Regions from separate parts of the Rattus norvegicus genome. Here region 1 is linked to region 2. A link is a contact called in public Hi-C data. All regions are on one chromosome and are shown on one strand. Each heading gives the region's core, a stretch centred on a gene start, on an enhancer-like site or on the middle of the called end of the contact. The rest is flanking DNA. Distances are from core to core; before and after follow the strand shown. Region 1 overlaps Inpp5d (inositol polyphosphate-5-phosphatase D). Region 2 holds the start of Inpp5d (inositol polyphosphate-5-phosphatase D).

Region 1 (3,433 bases), core at 181-2,680, 33 kb after region 2:
CCACATTTACTGTCAAACTCCCATCTTCCTTGTGCATTCGTTTTCCTTCCTCCACTCAGAACGCCACCTTGGTTTTCTCATAAACTTCATTCACACGGTCACATCTAGCATACTACTTCAGATCACCCAGGGTCTGCCTTGTGCTTCTGTCACCTAGAAGGGTGGAGATGAGTCCTAGCTGGCTGGTAACCCTGTCTCAGTAAGCCCACTTCAGATCTGAACAGCTGATGGAATGGAGACCCCAGTCCATGCTGGCTTGAATGGGATCTCACTGAGCCAGGTCTTTTTCTGTGTGGTCCTCAACAACTCATGAATGAATCTCACAAGATGCTTTGCCCAAATCTACATATGTGAGCTCGATATCACAAGTGGTAATCAAGGCTTAGCTGTTGGTTATCTGACCGGTGTTTTTCTTTAATTATGGGCCAATGAAAACAGTTCTTAAAGTTAAGAGACTTTTCCACATAATTGCTTGAACTTCTTAGCGTCTTTGGGGGAAAAAATGAGGTTCTGATGAGCTTGAACTTCTGTGACCCTGTGACGATATATGCTGGAGGTGACTGGGCTCTCCTCCCCTTCAATGTCATCATTTCCTCCTTGTCTAACATCTCACCCCGAGACTGTTCTGCCTTAGATACAGAAAAAGATCTTCTTGTTGTGGAAGGGGGAGGGACTTGTGAGGTCCCATCACCCCCTAAGATGGGTAGTTAACAATACTGTGGGAGGCAGAGTCAGTCTCTTCAGTGGTGTGGCTACGGGTAAGGTCTCTCATCAGCTCAAACTACACACACACACACACACAGAGAGAGAGAGAGAGAGAGAGAGAGAGAGAGAGAGAGAGAGAGAGAGAGAGAGAGAAGTGAGGGGGCAACAGAGGGTAATAGGTGGTAAAGGGAATAAAATGTGTGTGTGTGTGTAAACCTCACAACCTTATTATTCTGTATAATTAATGTAAAGATTTAATAAAGAGCTTAATCCTAGAAGCAAGCAAACATACATGGGCCTTCTACTTCCAAATAAAATACAAAAAACTAGATCTCACTGACTGAATTGGTTCCCAGTGCACACCCTAGACCGAGACACACTTTGCATTTTCTCATAGACCCTGCTTTGGCAGACTGACCTGAAACCTTACCCAAGACTCACATAAACCCACTGAACCATGAACTGCAGAGTAAGCCTTCTCACCCGTTGTGAAAGTCACAACTTCCCAATCTGCCCTTCCCCTTAGACCTCCCCTCCCCCAAGGTTCAGTTCTCTTGCTTAAAGGTCTCTTCCTTCCCTGGGATGAAGTTTGGGTGTCAAGGCAGCAGGTGTAACTGCAGCTGCTTGCTGGCCTTGGCCTCTGGCCCCAAGTTGGACTGTGCCTTGCTCAGTTCCTCCTGGTAGCAGGAGGTGTCAGAGTTAACTTTCAGTTCCTCTGAGGGCTGGTGTTTATCAGTCTACCTAACTGAGCTTCTGGCCCCTAGAGGTCTGGGGCGTGCCGTGCAGAGGAGCTGAAGGGCCCATGCTATCACCGACGACTTGCCAAGCAGAGAACACTTTGTTCTTGTCCCTTTCCGGCATCCCTCAGCCTCAGACAATCCCACCACCCACCAAGGCAGGCTTGAAGCTTCCTGTTTTGGTTTGGGCCTTTGCCATCTTTTAGTGGGAAAATCTTTGTCCTTTATGAATACTCCTTTCCCTCTGCATTGCCCCAGCAGTCATTAACCTTGCTGTAACCACTGTGCTTTCTTCTGAATCTATGGGGCCGTGCAGAAGGAAAGGCAGGTATATACAGGAGGCCCAGTCTGTAGGAATTGGAGAGATGATGATGTCACTCCCTATGACATATGAGGTGACAGACATTTGTCAGCTGTTCTCCTATAAGTAAAATAATGCCCCAATCATCTGCCAATGTCTGTGGTGTCAATATTCCCAATAAGGGGCCCACCAGAAGGGCTGCTTGGGGTTGAAGTCAGTGGGAACCATGGGTAATAACCCTGTACAGTGTGGTATGAGCTCAAATTGGAAGAGCTGGCTCTGGACGGACTTTGAACGTCTTGATCAGAGCCTCGTTTTCCTGGTTGGGGTTTCGGTTGCTGTGATGACACGCCGTTACTAAAAGCAAGTTGGGGAGGAAAGGGTTTATTTGGTTTACACCTCCACATCACAGTTCATCATTGGAGGAAGTCACAACTGGAACTCACACAAGGCAGGAATCTGGAGGCAGGAGCCGATGCAGGCCATGGAGATGCTGCTTACTGACCTGCTCCTCATGGCTTGGTCAGCCTGCTTTCTTATAGAACTCAGGACCACCAGCCCAGGGATGACCCCACAATGGGACGGGCTCTCCACCACCACCACCACCCCCCCGCCCCATCAATCACTAATTGAGAAAATGCCTTACAGGATTGCTTACAACTTGATTTTATGGAGGCATGTTGTAGAAAACATTTCATCTCAATCTGGGTGTCTACCCTGCCTTTGATCATTTTGTCTCCCAGATAAAAGACCCACAACTTTTATATTTATAATAAGCTTTCAATGCATTAGAGCTGGGCAGATAGCTACCCTCTAAACTATTTGGATCTACTTCCCTATCAATAACCCCGAGTGGTTACTTGCTATCTTCCATCCAGGCTGCTCTTAACTCCAATTGACCAGCCCTTGTGGCCATGTCTTCATAACTCATCTACCCCTTGGCGTCTTCTCCAGTCTACATCTTCTCTTTCTCCTCATGATTCTCCTGCAACCCCAAGCCCAAGAACCCTCAAACCCCCCTTATCTCAATTCTGTCCACGTTTAGGCTGTGGTCATCTTTATTTTCCAATAAAGGATAACTTAGGGGCAAGGTTACTTAGGTCTAGTTGCAGATGCTTTTGTCCCTGAGGGCAACCAGGCCTTGGGGACAAGTATTTAGCATTGCAATGCATAGCAAAAGACCAAACCTCAAGAGAGGCATTTTCTCAATTGAAGTTCCCTCCTCTCAGATGACTTTAATCTTGTGCCAAACTAACATAAAAATGGCCAGCACACTCCTGTAGCTCTGTGGGGATCAGGCAAATTCAGTCACTTCCACCTGACCCTGAGGTCTTTTCAGGCCTCAAAGCCTTACTCATAGTTGTTATAACTCTCTATTTTCTTTTCTTTTTATCACCTTTGGGGAGGGTGTTTTTTCCACTGACCTCTTTTACAGACTGGACTGTGTGATCAAACTTCCTATGTCTCCGGGCTTCAGTTCATGCATCTGAAAAGTGGAAGCCAGCTACTATCAGATGACTCCTGCCTTGGGCTTACAGCAGCAGCTCACTTTGCTCTTGGCCAGATAGATCTTACAATCCTCATTCAGGGACAAGGAGAGTAGTGTAGCCTGAGAGCGTTAAGCATCACACTCCAACGACAAAAGGTTCCAATTAGAAGCAACTTAAGGGAAGTTAGGTTTATGTGGGGT
Region 2 (3,322 bases), core at 780-3,279:
TAAAAGCCTACAAAAACATAATCTCTACCCAGACTCTACACGCCATCATCAGCGATGTTTTCTCCAAGTTAGTGAGGACAAAGAAACTGACTGTGCTCATACCTCGGGCACCTGTACTGGGAACGAAGAAGTAAAGAAGAGATGGGTCTTGGAAGTCAGGGAAGCTTGAATGTGCTCTGGGTGTTATTATGTAGCAGGCCATCTTATTGAATTCAAAGGTAGCCAGGCACCTTTAAATCCCAGGAGGCAGAGACCAGGGAGTCTCTGAGAGTTCAAGGCCAGCCTGATCTGCATAGCAAGTTGCAGAGGGAGTGGGGCCACATAGGGAGATGCTTTCTCAAAATAACAACAGCAACAACACCACCACCACAAAGGTAAATCTAGTGGTAATGAAGTGGATTCATTAAGGGACCCATCTGTCACTAGGTTACAGTCCTTGTGACCTGATTACCTCGGAGCAGACACTCCCAGAGGTGTGCTTTACTGATTTCCTGAGTGCTTCTTAGTCTAATAAAACTGACGGTCAAGAGTAACCACAACAGGAGTGACACAGAGAGATGCAAAGGGGACTTACCTATGGGGGGGATGGTCCTGGATGCTGACGGATACGTAGAGTTGAGTTGGTCAAGGCACAAAGAGACTAAGATTGTGATGGGGATGGAGCTGGAGGCTCTGGGACAAGGGCAGTGATGAAGTTGGCAGAGGTGTCCAAGAAGAAAGAAGGGTTCAACGATGCATGCAGTCATGTGTTGGATAGAGGTTTCCTAAGAGGAGTGCATGGGGTACTGTGAACATGAGAGGTCTCCATAACAGGCCCATTTTAGAGTTAACTTCCTCGGAGCCCAGATGTGGACGTGAGCTCTTGTTGCAACCATGTCCCCTCCCTCTGGCTCAGGACCTGACTGAGGTACTGTACCCACTCTCAGATTTCCCATCGGCTGTGCCCTGCAAATCCCAGGCTCCCACTTGGATGACATCAGCATAGCTCCCAGGTCCTCCACAGACCAGAGCTCCTTTCAGAATCATACGGCTGCAGTCTAAAGAAAAGAAAACTGAGGCTGAGAGTGAAAAGAAGCTCGACCAGGCTCTCTCCAGTACGTGTGTGTGTGTGTGTGTGTGTGTGTGTGTGTGTGTGTGTGTGTGTGTGTGTGTGTGTCTGGCTTAGGTCTGTTATCACATCTAACGTGACAAGGTTCAGATGAAGGAGTGATCAGTTCTCACTTCTGCCTTACATTCCCTTGGTGGGCTTGGTTTGAGAAATGAGGTCACCCAGCTTGGGGTCAAAGGGAAAGTGGCTACCTTAGAGCCTGCAGAACTCAGACAGTACTAAATGGTGACCTTTAAGGGGTGAGCAAATATGGCCATGTCTAACCCCAGAGGGGATAGCATGACTGGTCATTTGGGCTTCTGCAGTGCAGAACTCACTAACATAAGTCATTAAAGAGCCCAGCTTGTACCACAGGGACATGTAAGCCCCTCCATGACCTTGTCCCCCCAAGTGCCCAGCAGAAGTCCAGAGGGGACAGACCAGCCTGTTTTAGCTGGGGAATAGTGTTGCTCACAGTAGCTTGGTCTTCTGACAGCAATTAACTTCATTAAGACAAGCCCCTACAGACGTATTCACAGGCCAACCCCATGCAGACATTCCCTCATGGAGACTCTTCCTGGGCAATCCTAGGTTGTGCCAAGTTGACAGTTGAAGCTCGTCATCTCGAGTATGCTGGGTATTGCTGAGGAAAACTGTAACCGCCCTTGTGGACATTAGCAAAGGTTTCTGAACGCCATTCCTTTGGCCTATTCATAAATGCTAGGCCAGACTTGAGAAGAGTCAGCCATGAAACCTGACACTAAAAGAGCCTTTGCTTCCCTCATGTGGAACGTCTGTTGATAATGGACGCTTCTGGAGGTTGAGTCCCATTCAGGGGAAATGGAGAGCCAATGAGTGAGAGGGTGGAGCAGGCAGCCAGTGTTGGGCTGGGTGGGAAGGTAGATGATTGCCCCCCTTCCCCAACTTGGTTTCTATAATGAGGAAGTTCTCTGCAGCTCAGTTTCCTCTCCCTCGCTGAGCGCCTGAAACAGGAAGTCAGTCAGTTAAGCTGGTAGTAGCAGCAGAGGCAGCTTCTGAGAGGCCACAGGCGGCAGGTCTCAGCCTAGGGCCCTTAACTGCTTTGCTGGAGTGTCCGTCCTGGGAGTGGCTGCTGACCCAGCCCAGGAGACCCATGCCTGCCATGGTCCCTGGGTGGAACCATGGCAACATCACCCGATCCAAGGCAGAGGAGCTACTTTCCAGAGCTGGCAAGGACGGGAGCTTCCTTGTGCGTGCCAGCGAGTCCATCCCCCGGGCCTACGCGCTCTGCGTGCTGTGAGTACCCTCATTTCCTCCCAACTGTCAGATCCAGGGACCCTCGAGGGGTGGATCCAAAAGGGAACCCCTATAATGGGGGTTTGAGTTAGTTTTATGTCACAGGATGGTGGGACCTGACTGGTACTCTGTTATCCTGTCGGGAGGGTGGAGGTAGGGGTGGCATCTGAGGCCCACTTTGGACCTTGGCGTTGGAGTTCAGGGACCCTGTGTCATGACAGGCTTGTGTGGTGCTAGGACTCTCTGAATGACTCCGGGCCTCCACCACACTATAGCCCTCCATGACCTGTGGTGCCAGGGGCCTCCCTGAGCTCCAGTAGCAGGAGCAGTGATCCTCACTTTGAGCCAGGAAAAAACTCGGGCCTCTCTGGTGGAGGGCGCATTGGAAAGCATCTTGGTCAGCTCAAACGTCGGTTGGGGGACTCAGTGAAAGGCAACACTGACAAAAGGGATTCCCTTCCTCCACCCTGCTCTGGTCTTGGAGCTAATTCTATTTGGGGGAGCTGAATCTGGGGTGCATTTAATCAGGAAAGGACTCCTCATGCAGGCGTTTTATTCTAGGCTGCAAGGACACAGGAAGCCACAGAGCTGCTCTGTGAGTAGGTCTCTGTCCCTCCCCTTGCACTCAGCTATGTCCCTATCTGAGTCTCTCCCTCCATGGGTTCCCCCCACAGCCCAGCGTGAAGATGTTGCTGAATGTGCTGGTTATCCTAACAACAGAGGAAACAGCCACTCGCTGAAGGTTCCTTTTTAACACTCCATTCGTCTAGAGTCTGAGGAAGGTTGTCGCCCCTCTAGCCCTGTGGTCTGACCCTGTCCCGGCTTCAGGCTGGAGCAGGGCAGGAACACAGTCAGGAAGGGTGTGTCTACTTGAACAGCACAGGTAGCATCTGATAGATTGTCCCTGGACTGAGAAAGATCTTTCAGAGCAGCTAGGGCCCCCGTATCTTCATGCAGGAG

The links. A called contact is a pair of places that touch in the nucleus more often than the background predicts.
Region 1: a Hi-C map of liver shows a contact between it and region 2, with 2.0 times the contacts expected there. The contact joins the enhancer-like site here to the promoter of Inpp5d in region 2. A contact is called at or near these places in 2 of 12 Hi-C or Micro-C datasets (frontal cortex and liver).

What each region holds. Positions count from the first base shown.
Region 1 is chr9:95,767,436-95,770,868 of GRCr8, forward strand. All of the region lies in intron 2 of Inpp5d (inositol polyphosphate-5-phosphatase D), which reads left to right. Among named protein-coding and RNA genes, the nearest start is that of Inpp5d, 34 kb to the left of the region's middle. Within about 2 kb of position 1,431, at least 17 of the 93 cell types and tissues checked have an H3K27ac peak or open chromatin away from gene starts, as enhancers often do. A contact at or near this core is called in liver, where this site is marked.
Region 2 is chr9:95,733,504-95,736,825 of GRCr8, forward strand. Inpp5d (inositol polyphosphate-5-phosphatase D) reads left to right here and starts at 2,030. Exons shown (of 27, transcript NM_019311.2): 1 at 2,030-2,362. The coding sequence starts at 2,220. It overlaps LOC120094737 (a long non-coding RNA gene), which reads right to left and starts at 1,899. Exons shown (of 3, transcript XR_005489290.2): 1 at 1,563-1,899; 2 at 575-764.